Linked DNA regions of Callithrix jacchus: region 1 is linked to region 2. Evidence: chromatin contacts called from public Hi-C data. All regions are on one chromosome and are shown on one strand. Each heading gives the region's core, a stretch centred on a gene start, on an enhancer-like site or on the middle of the called end of the contact. The rest is flanking DNA. Distances are from core to core; before and after follow the strand shown.

Region 1 (6,045 bases), core at 2,308-4,807, 150 kb before region 2:
TCTTCCAATTGACTCAAGTATGTTGTGCCAAATCTCCTTCCTTGCTCGTTGCTTTAAAATGGGATCACCTGCTGTGGAAATAAAATGATTCCTATTTCCTCTAACCTAATGCTAGAGGAAGATGCTTGACCAACGCATCATTGAAACATGTCTTTGGTTTTGTGAAGTAGAAACAGGCTTGCCAATTTCCCTTCTTCAACAGAAAAGGGGAAGAAAGCTATTTGGTAAAAAGGGATTCAGCACATCCAGTATGATTATCCACAATATTAGTTTCCTATTACTGTTGTAACAAATTACCATAAACTTAGCACAAACTTATCATCTTACAGTCCTGGAGGTCAAAATGGGCCTCACTAAGCTAAAATCGAGGGGTGTACCATGCTGCATTCCCTCCTGGAAGCTCTAGGGAAGAATCTAATTATCCTGTTTTTTTCAGCTTTTAGAATCCTCCTGCATTCCTTGGCTCATGACCCCTTCCATCTTCAAAGCCAGCAACGGCCAGTTTGAATCTTTCTCCCATCAAATCCCTTTGGTATTCACTCTTCTCTTTCCCTTTTCCACCTTTAAGAACCCTTGAGATTACATCTCACTCATCAGGATAATCCAGGATAATCTCCTCATTTTAAGTTCAGCTGATTAGCAAACTTAATACCATATGCTACCATTCCCCTTTGCCATGTAATATAGAAATATTTAAGTGCTGGAAAAAAATCAGCACAGACATCCTTAAGAGGCTACTATTCTACCTACTAGAGTCAAACATGTTGGTGTCTTTAATGATATAGTAGGAATAAATCGTGTTGCAAACCCCATGAACATATGCAGTTTAGCAAACAAAGAAGTTGGCACTATTTTTGAGTTTTCACAATAACAAGTGCATTTTTAGACAGTAATGTCCCCTTCAAAATTCCATATCATCTTTAAATAGAGTTCCTCAAAAACTATACTCAATTCATACTTTTTCAGCAATTTGACATCTTCCAACTCCTGATAACTTAGGTAACCGGAGAAATTCTTTACAGTTCACTACACAAATGTCTTTGGTTAAGATAACTCACATGTACTTTGCAAAGAAAGTTGCAAATACAGACAGAGATACATGGAGACTAAATCTAGCCTGCATGAATCAGGAGGAGCTCAAAGGAAATCAAGGCATTGTTGGCAAAAGAAAATAAGGCTGCTTAGAAGCAACTGTAAGGGCTGCACTGCACATTCACCAGCTAGCTTGCAGCTCCATTGCTTCATGGCACCAATCTCTAGAAAGCCCCTCATTACAATCTTCTGCAAATCCAGCACCCTCATCTTCCATATTCTCCTGGATCTTTTTGTTCATTTGCTTTTGTATTACTCCAGTGGATCTGACTGACTTTGCCTCTGATTCTTTTTCCTTCTTTTTAACCCTTGATTCTTCCATTTTTAAAAAATTTGTAATGTTTTAGAGACATATTCTGTTTCCCAAGCTGGAGTGATCATAAACCACTGCAGTTTCAAACTCCTGGGCTCAAGTGATCCTCCCATCTAAGCCTCCTGAGTAGCTGGGATAAAGGCACAAACCACCACACCTGGCTTGATCTTTATTTAGCACCACTTACCATCATAAAAATGGCTTCCAGCTCATTTTCCTAACCATGTTTAATACAAGCCCCAATGTCCTTGGCATTTATTTGGTTCTTAGTCATATTTAATGTTTTGCTGAACCAGTCTTCAAAAAAACTATTTCATGCCTTCTTTCTCCATATATTAATCCACTCTCGCATTGCTATAAAGAACTATCTGAGACTAGGTAATTTATAAATAAAAGAGATTTCATTGGCTGTACAGGAAGCACGGCTGCAGAAACTTAAAATCATGGTGAAAGGTAAAAGGGAAGCAGGCATTGTCTTCACATGGCGGAGCGGAAGAGAAAGAGAGCAAAGTGGGGAAGTGCTACACCCTATTAAACAACCAGATCACTAGAGAACTCACTCACTATCACAAGAACAGCAAGGGGAAAGTCAGCCACCATAATCCACTCACCTCCCACCAGGCCCTTCCTCCAACTTTGAGGATTACATTTGACGTGATATTTGTGGGGTCACAGAGCCGAACCATATCACTCCTTAAACCTCAAATGCCTCCTCCTCTATTCACAAATATTCTAGCCTCCTTTCTTCCCAGAGGCCTCCACAGGACCCCTTTGACGTTAGATGTGGCAGTGTTACTTATTTTGCCAATGATATGTAGACAAAAGGTCATATATCACTTCCAGAGACAGGCTTTAAGAACCAGAGTGCCACTTTTCTTTTTCCCAATTTTGGCAAAAGAGGGGCAAAGAAAGCCTCCCAACTCCCTGAGTGAAGTTGGAGCAAGCAGCATCCTCTAACTGATCTGCAACAGACACTTAGCATGAGAGAGAAATAAACCTTTGATGTGTTAAACTGCTGAGATACAGGAAATAAGGCGGTTACTTATTACTATAACATCCCAGCCTCTACTTTGCTTCCTAATTTGGTGAGAAAATAGAAGCAATCAAAAAAGAACTTCTACAACCTCCCATAACCACATCTGTGACTGATTATTAGTCACCATTTATTCTGTCCTCCTCTGACAGCTAAATGAAGTCTCCATATTCCTATCTAAAGCCAATGTTTTATCTTGTACACTAGATAGGAACTATTTTTCCTTACTCAAGGCTGACATTCAAATATTTCTCTCCTTTGTCTCTTATATAGTCAATGCTTCCCTTTCTACTAGATCACCTCCATCGGTAAATAAACATACACAGTATCTCCTGTTTTTAAACAATCTCTCCACTAGTTAACATCACCCAATCCCATCTCCAATGTGTCGAAATACTTGCTCCTATTTTCTTGAAAATTATCTTACTAGGTTCTGCTTGCCCACTACACTGAAAACCGCTTTTGTCAGAGTCACCCATAATATAAAATTTACTAAGTCTGGAAGTCAAATCTTGGTCCTTATCTGACGTCAAATAGACTTGGTTGACCATATTCCTTCCTTTTTGAATTTTTTTTTTCTACATGGCTTCCAAGACACACTTATCTCTTAATCCTCTTCCTGCCTCACTAGCTGCTCCCTCTCCATCTCCCAAAGTCTAAATGTTGGGGTTGAGCCCTTGGATGTCTTTTCTTCTTCATTCACACTCTCTTGCCTGGTGACCTCATCTAGTTTCATGGTTTTACACTGTCAACTGAAGAATAATGAGGTTCATAAATTTAGAAAGGAAGTGTCCAGTATGTGCCAAGCAAAGTGTCCACCGCTGGTGGAGCAATGCCTAACCAGCAGTCACCAAGGCCAGGAAGGTGAAGATTGGACAGAAGGGCCTGAGAAAACCGTGAGAAAGTGAAGGAGGGGGAGAAGGAACCAGAGGAAAAAGAGGGGGGGAGAGGAAGGGGGAAGAGGGGAAAGCGGAAGTAGGGGAGGAGAAAGAGGAAGAGGAGGGAGTTGGAAAGGGGAGAAGGAAGAGGGTCAGAAGGAAGAAGAAGGGGAGGAGAAAGGGGAAGAAGGGGAAGAAGAGCGGGAAGGAAAACAAGGGGGAGGAGAAGGGAGGGGAGGAGCTTCGCCACGGCCTGCTCTTCCCAGCCGGGATCCGTGGCCGTATGGCTTCGGTCTCCTCTGCGGGCTTCTCAGGCCACGGGGCTCGTTCACTGCTGCAGTTCCTGCGGCTGATGGGGCAGCTCAAGGTGAGCGGGCAGCGGGCCGGGAGGCCGCGGCCGAGCAGGCGGGACAGTGAGGCGGCGCAGCTTCCGGCTCCCAGCTCGGCCCGCGGCCTTTCCCAGTTCCGCGCCGTCCCGCCATGCCGAATTTGGGAAAGGCGCCGGCCTTGCGGAGGCGTCTGGGACGCCCATACTGGACGGTGGGCGGAGGAAGAAGCCGGAGGGGAGGCAGGGCGGGGATGGGGCCGCGCGGAGTTTGAGCCCAGACCCCGGAGCCGCTAGGGCCGCCACGCAGCCCGGCTGGTTCCCGGAGAGCAGCTGGCCTGGGCCGGCCTGTGCTGAGCGCTTGCGTGCGTGTGCGTGTGCGTGTGCGTGTGCGTGTGCGTGTGTGTGCGTGTAGAGCATGGCTGCTTCTGAGCACCAGTCGGAAGAACAGATTTTAAGTCGAGTGCTTTACCTCTGTTTCACAGTTACATCCCAAAACAAGACTTTTCTCCCCCCGCCAACTCCCCAAACAGGATTTAACATAACACACTGGAGTTTCATCATGTGTGTCTTCCACGTCTCTCTCCCAAGTTCAAAGCAAATTATCTGTTTCATGCCACTCTACTATTTATAACATTCTTTAGAGATGTAGAATTCTGAGGAAGAAATGCAGCTTCACAAGATCAAGTTATGATGTGAATAAAAGGAAGAGTCACAACTGTTGGTAGCATCAAGCAATGAGAAGGAGTCGTGACTCAACACGTAATGAGAAGTGCCTTTATACCTTGTGCATCAGAATTTGGAATTGTATCACTCGTTCAAGTTCGAGCCTTTAACACAGTGTTTTCTGCTTGTATAGGATTGTTTGAAGGCAAAAAGCTGCAACTCCTGTAGTTAGGAATAATGCAGTTTTGTTTTGTTTAAAGGACTTACATGTGTTCCATAATTATACACCAGTAACAGTAATTTGATGAATGGACTTTGTGACTTACCTCGCTCTGTCTTCTCCTTCTTTTATTCTGAGTTCTCTAGTTTATTTGATTCCAGAGATCTATCATTTTAGTTTAGTAAAACATTTTGTAATAGGTTCTGAAGCTATGACTCGGCCTCTGTGTGTTATATCCTGGACATCTCTTGAAGAGCATAACCGATAGTTAACATTGGTTTCTTAAACCTTCTTTTTCTTTTTCGTATTTATCAGAGAGTCCCACGGACTGGCTGGGTATACAGAAATGTCCAGAGGCCAGAGAGCGTGTCAGATCACATGTACCGGATGGCAATTATGGCTATGGTGATCAAAGATGACCGTCTTAACAAAGACCGGTAAGCTGAGCTGGATTTTGATGCTCATGAGGGATTCTGGTCTATGGGTGTACACCCATTTTTACCACTGAGGCCCGTGTCAAATCCTTGTAGGTTAGTTTATAGGTCAAGAAAAATGAATTTGAAGCAAACCATACAAATTTAGGATGTGGGAAGAGGAGCTCATTGTTGATTGCCTCAGTTGTAAACTGCAATCTGGGTTTTCTGTTGGCAAGTGATAGAGCCTGCCTTGGGTATCAGAGGAAACTTGAGAGTGATACTGGGGCCTTGAAGGTGAGTGTGTTATGTCTAAAATTCTAGCATTGTATTAGTACACTATGTGCTCTTTTCTAGTGCCTTTTGTGGATAGTAGAATCCATTCTTGAGATTTCTTTCTGGAGTTGTATGTGTAAGATATAGCTGAGAAAGAGGTATCCTCTCCCCCTTCAATCAACAAGTGTTAAAATGCTTTTTGAGCATAGAACAAAAGTTTACTAGCATATTAGAGAGTAAGGTGAATTACACAGGCCCAAAGTACCTTCTATATGAAGTGAAACATAAAGTATGATGGAAACAGTAAGTACAAAGAGTAGGGGAGATCACCTGTTCTTGGTTCATCTTAATGGAGGAGGTGCAATCTGAGTTGAGCTCTAAAGAGTTAATATAGGCAGAGAGGTAGAAGGCACTGCAAGCAGAGAGAAGGGCAGATAAAGCAAAGCCCTGAGTATAGGAAAGTAAAGGAGTATTTTTCAAATGAGAAATAAATCAACTTGACTGCAGCAAATGGTTCACTGGGGAAAACTCAGGAGTCCTGTTACTCAGCGTGTGGTATGAAACTGAGGAGGTTTTTGGCAAATAGTACAGGATGAAAGTGAAGTCCAATAGAGGTGCAGTTTGGAGTAGTTTGGGATTCGAACTGGACCAGAAAGAGACTAGAGGCAGGGAAATTTCAGAGGACACTGTTGGGCCTTGTACTGCTTTGGTAGTTTTAGAGCCCAAAGGAGACTGTCCATATGGGGCATTTCTCTCATTACTTAACTTCCTGTTTTGATAATGACTATCACAACCAGTATTGATTAATCACTAATAATCATAACCACTT
Region 2 (6,014 bases), core at 664-3,163:
TATTTTTCAAATGGCCATCACATTAATATTTGTCTCTTCCTCTACTGTAAAATTCATGAAGCAGATACCAAGTCTGCCTTTGCTCTTCTTAACACAGTGCTTGGCAAAGGAAAGCACTGAAATATTTGTTAAGTAAATCTTTTAAGTAAAGCAAACCAATAAAGCAAACCAGTGACCCCAGTGGTTACCAGTCTGTAGTTTGGGACGTCTTCAGAAGTTCTCCGAATGTTTCCTATCTGCAATAGTTCTTCTCCAACCTCACTAATAGAATCACCTCAGAAGCTTTCAAATATACCCATGTTCAGGCTCCAGAGATTACATTTTGACTGGGATGGGGTTGGCCAGGGCCAGTATTGAAGACTCTAAATAATTCTAATATGCAGGTCAGGTTGGAAAGCTCCGGAGCTGCTATCATCAGCTTCAGTTCCGGTGTGAAGGCCTCCAATCCGATCTCTGCTTTAGAATTTGACCAACTACGGGCACCCTTGGTTGAATTACCCTTTCCTATCTATCTACATAATAGAGGGAAAATATGGGAAGCGGCAGCTTAATGGGCAGGACATAGGCGGATGGAACAAACGAGTAAGGCTCCTGCTGTTCAGACAATTGTAATCCTGGCAGCAAACCTGTTGGGCGACTCCCGGCCCAGGCACTCGCCAACCCACTCTCATTCAGAGCGTTCTGCCCCTAGAGGGCGAACACATTGGGTCATGAACTTCTTCTTTTTCTTCTTTTTTTAAAATGGGACTTTATTTATATTAAGAGCCACCACAGAGTTTCCCACGGTGTAAAAGATTGGTGGCGATGATTGCCTTAAAGGCTGAACTCCGCAACCCGTCCCTTCTGCGCGTTGCTCCCGAGGTAGATCACTGAGTCCTTTGCCTTCCCACTTGCCTCTCGCTCCACATCCGCCCACCTCTGCCCCGTCCACGGTCCGTTTACCCCCATTCTTGAACGATTCCATAGGAATTCCCCAACCCAGTTTCAAGGGTGACCCCAAGATATGAGGCCGCCCTTCGTAAAGCCACCGCAGGCTCCTTCAGTGGGCAGCCTCGGGAGCAGGGAGCCGGACGGCCGGGGGGCCCCGTGCGCCACTGGGGGCAGAGGTCCCCCCCCCGATCGCGGGAAACCGGGACTCACGTGTGGTTCTGCGGGAGGTCAGGGGGCCGCACTCTGGGGCTCACCCTGGCCTCGGAAGGCGGGTCCCGGCGCGGGAAGCCGCTGGCGTAGGCTGGCTGCGGAGCCACCCCCTCGGCGGGCGATCCCCTCACGCCCTGACTTGGGAGCCAACAAGCCGCGAGTCCACGGCCCTGGGCGAAAAGAGTCGCATTCCCTTCCTACTCCCTCAAGGGAAAGGGACCGAAACGCGCATTCCGGACCCCGCACAACAGGTCCTCCGGGCACCCGCGAGGCTGGGGAGGTCGGGGGCGACTGACTGCGGAGAAGGTAGAGCGTTCCACGGTCGCATTTCCTGCAGAGGGGCCTCTCCACTGACGGATCTCCTGTTACTTTACCGATCCCCAGACCCACAGCAAATCCTGAGTTTGGGGAGCAGGCATCATACCGAAGGCGCGGGGGGAGTGGAGTTCTGGACGCGTGGCATGGCACCAATCTGTTCTGTCCGGGAGCGAAGTTAGGTGGTGCAGGAAAAGAGCCTATATGCGCGCCCCAGGACCTGACTCTTGGGGCGATAGGCGTCCACTTACCTTGTGCCTGCGCCTCCATGGTGGCTGACTTCGAGCTGAGGACCACAGGGACACCCCGGTGCTTCCCAGAGCAGATGGCAGCTGTGCCTGGGCTCAGAACGCAGCTGACCCCGCCGCTCGCTCCCACTCCTGGCACGGGTGTCGTGAGCGCTGCGCGGAGGGGACTGGGACTCAGGCAGCCGCCACTGGCCGCTTCTGATTACCTCCGCCCCTTCCAGTCCACCTGGCCCAAACCAAGCTGGAAAGAGCTCGCCGCTGGGCGCCACCTGCCGGCGCTCTGCACGGCGGGCGGACGGCACCCTCTCCCGGCGCTCTACCGGCGAACCGCAGAGATATTGCAGGTTAGGCTCCAGACCCCCGCAATAAAGCGAGCAGTGCAAAAAAATGAGTCACACGAATTTTTCAGTTTCCTATTGCATATAAAAGGTACATTTACACTACGCTGTAGTCTAAAAGAGAAATGTACATAAATAGCTTAATTTTAAAAGATATTTTATTTCTAAAAAAAAAAGCTAAAGATCATCTTCACCTAATGGAAATCTTTTTGCTGGTGGAGGGCATTGCTTGGATGTTGACGGCTGCTGATTGATCCTGGTGGTGATTGCTGAGGGCTGGAAAAGCTATGTCAAGTTCTTAAAATGGGACAACAATAAAGTTTGCTGCAACAATTGACTTTTTAATGAAAGATTTTTCTGTAGCATGCGATGCTGGCTGATAGCATGTTATCCACATTGTAACTTTTTTTCAAAATTGGAGTCAATCATCTCAAACCCTGCCATTGCTTTATCAGCTAAGTTTATATAATTATAAATCCTTTGCTGTCATTTCAACAATGCTCTGAACAACTTCACCAGGAGTAGATTCCATCTCCAGTAACCACTGTCTTTGCTCATCTATAGGAAGCAACCCCTTAACCATTCAAGTCTTAGGAGATTGACCAACTTAGTCACATATTCAGGCTCCACTTCTAAGTCTAATTCTCTTGTTATTCCTACCACATCTGCAGTTACTTCCTGTTTTGAAATCTTTAATCCCCAAAGTTATTCAGGAAGGTTGGAAGCAACTTTTTCCAAAATCCTGTTAATGTTGACTTTTTGACCTCCTCCCATGAATTATGAATGTTCTTAATGGCATCTAGAATGGTGAATCCTTTCCAGAAAGTTTTTAATTTACTTTACCCAGATCCAACAGAAGAATCACTATCTATGGCAGCTGTATCCTTACAAAATATATTTCTTAGATAATAAGGCTTGAATGTCAAAATTATTCCTTTATCCATGGGCATCAGGATGGATGTTGTTTTTCCCAGGCATGAATACAGCATTAATCTCTTTGTACATCTCCATCAACGCTTTAGTCCAAGTATATTATCAATCAACAATAATATCTAGAAAGAAATAGTTTTTGAGTAGTAGGTATTAATAGTGGACTTAAAATATTCAGTAAGCCATGCTGTAAACATGTGTAAAGATGTGCTGTCATTCAAGTTTTGTTGTTCCATTTATAGAGCACAGGTGTTTTCTAGATGTGTCATTCAAGTTTGTTGTTCCATTTATAGAGCGTAATTCTTAGGGACTCTAAAATTTTTAGAATGGTAAATGAACTTTGGCTTCAATGTAAAGTCACCAGCTACTTTTGCCCATAACAAGAGAGTGGGTTTGTCCTTCGAAGCTTTGAAACCATGCATTGACTTCTTTGTAGCTATAAAAGTCCTTATTAGCATCTTCTTCCAGTATAAGGTTGTTTCATCTGCATTGAAAATGTGTTGTTTAGCGTAGCCACCTTCATCAATGGTTTTAGCCAGATCTTCTGGAGAACGTTCTGCAGCTTTGGCATCTGCTCTTCCTGCTTCACCTTACATTTTCATGTTATGGAAATGACTTATTTCCTTAAACTTCATGAGCCAGTCTCTGCTAGCTTCCAACTTTTCTTCTGCAGATTTCTCACCTCTCTCAGGCTTTATAGAATTGAAGAGAGTTAGGGCTTTGCCCTGGATTAGGCTGTGGTTAAGGGAATGCTGTGGCTGCTTTGATCTGGTTTAATCCAGACCACTCAAACTTTCCCTATAACTGCAAAAAGACTGTTTCACTTCCTTATTGTTCATGTGTTCACTGGAGTAGCACTTTTAATCTCCTTCAAGAAGTTTTCTTTCATATTGACAGCTTGAATAACTCACACAAGAGACCTAGCTTTTGGCCTGTCTCAGCTTTTGACACGCCTTCCTCACAAAACTTAATCATTTCTAGCTTTTGATTTAAGGTGAGAGACCTGACTCTTCCTTTCATGTGAATACGTGAAGGCCATTGTAGGGTTATTAATGGTTATAATTACAATATTGTTGTGTCTCAGAGAATGGAGAGGCCTAAGAAGAGGGAGAGAGATGGGGAAACAGCTGGCCAGTGGAGCAGTCAGAACACATACAAGATTTATTGATTCAGTTCACTGTCTTATATGGGCATGACGGTGGTCACCCAAAATAATTACAATGGTGACATCAAAGATCACTGACCCCAGATCACCATAACTGATATAATATAATAAAAAACTTGACATATTGTGAGAATTACTAAAGTATGACACAGAGACATCAAGTGAGCACATGGCATTGGAAAAATGGCACCAATAGATTTGCTCAACACAGGGGTACCACAAACCTTCAATTTGTTAAAAACGTGATGGTTCACACCTGTAATCCCAGCACTTTGGGAGGCCGAGGTAGACAGATTGCGAGTTCAGGAGTTAGAGATCATCCTGGCTAACATGGTAAAACCCTGTCTCTACTAAAAATACAAAAAGTTAGCTGGGCGTGGTAGCACATGCCTGTAGTCCCAGCTAATTGTGCGGCTGAGGCAGGAGAATTGCTTGAACCCAGGAGGCGGAGGTTGCAGTGAGCTGAGATCGCACCATTGCACTTCAGCCTGGTTGACAGAGGGAGACTCCATCTCAAACAAGACAAAAAAAAACAACCCGCCACCAACAAAAGATAGTATCTGTGAAACATAATGAAGAGAAGCGCAGTAAGATAAGGTATGCCTGTAAAGGTCTGATGCAACTGAAGTTGTCCTTGAGGTTTGCAGCATGGGACAAATGCCCTGGACAGAGGAAGAGAACATGGTCTTACATTACTGAGGCCACTACTCTTAGTGGCGAGACAAAGTTAGGTTTCCACAAGCGTTGGTTCCAACATCTTTGTCAACTGATTGATACACAATTTTCACAGCCAACAGCACTAGAACTCATATCACAATGAAGTTTATTAAGCTTGTTTAATATTTGTATTTTCTCTCTAAGGCTCATCACAGCCTTCTTGCACCTAGGAACACTAGATGCTTGGGGGCCCAGAAAAATCACACATACACATACAAAACGTCTGTTTATAGGCAGGAGAGATGAAACAAGAAGGCAGGGCTGCCTTGTTTTTCCTCAGTGGGAAACTTGAGTCTACTGGGGCCTCTGTCCATGTGTGCCTGTAGGTTGTACTTGCAGGTCAATGAGGCCAACAAGTTTACAAACAGGACTAGAAACTCACAGTCCTGTTCAAAGGCTTGACTTTCTAATGTGATTAGAAAGAATGATAAGCAGCAAGAAATATCAGCTCCCACCTCTACTCTACTGGCTTTTGACTGTTACAGATTTTTCCTTTTCTCAACATCTACACAGTCTTCATCTGTAATATGTAATATGGTATTTATTTACATTTGGTCTTAAATAGTTTGCCATTTGGGTTTTTTTTTTCTCTTCTTAAAATAGATGGTAAAGTCTGTCAGGGTTGAGTGTGGGTATATTAAACCTCCCATAATTTCTTCCAAAAAGTCTTATAAAAATTTCATAGCTCAAATGATTGATTGAATAAACTATTAACTAACCAGTAGATTATCCTTTATCCATGCCCATGCTACTTGCACAGTATAGACTAATAAACATAAATGGAGTCTTACATTTTTTTCTTGAAAGAAAGAATATTACTCATGTTTCCTGGCACATGTACAAATGCCTCAGTGTGGTTTTTGTTATGTTGAAGATCTCACTGATTTGTAATCATTGCCAATAAAATTGCTATGTAGAACGCTAAGCATAGGGCTTTTAAATAACTTTTGGTAATAGTGACCAGGGATGCATGAAGTAAAGAATCAGCAATTAAATCACTTTTAGAGTCTATTGAGTTGTTCTGGTCTTCTCTATCCTGGAAATTAAACACTAGGTTAGGGTTGACTCCCAGCTGCTAAAAAAAAGCTAAAAATAGTTAATGACTTTCCAGCTTGAGTCATCTAAGCTTCGTCTACATTCTGGCTTATTTTTCTGATTTAT

The links. A called contact is a pair of places that touch in the nucleus more often than the background predicts.
Region 1: a Hi-C map of skeletal muscle shows a contact between it and region 2, with 4 times the contacts expected there. The contact joins the promoter of HDDC2 here to the promoter of TPD52L1 in region 2. A contact is called at or near these places in 2 of 3 Hi-C or Micro-C datasets (both in skeletal muscle).

The regions. Positions count from the first base shown.
Region 1 is chr4:131,898,557-131,904,601 of calJac240_pri, reverse strand. HDDC2 (HD domain containing 2) reads left to right here and starts at 3,557. Exons shown (of 7, transcript XR_013534909.1): 1 at 3,557-3,683; 2 at 4,843-4,964.
Region 2 is chr4:131,742,465-131,748,478 of calJac240_pri, reverse strand. It overlaps TPD52L1 (TPD52 like 1), which reads right to left and starts at 1,913. Exons shown (of 8, transcript XR_013534908.1): 1 at 1,707-1,913.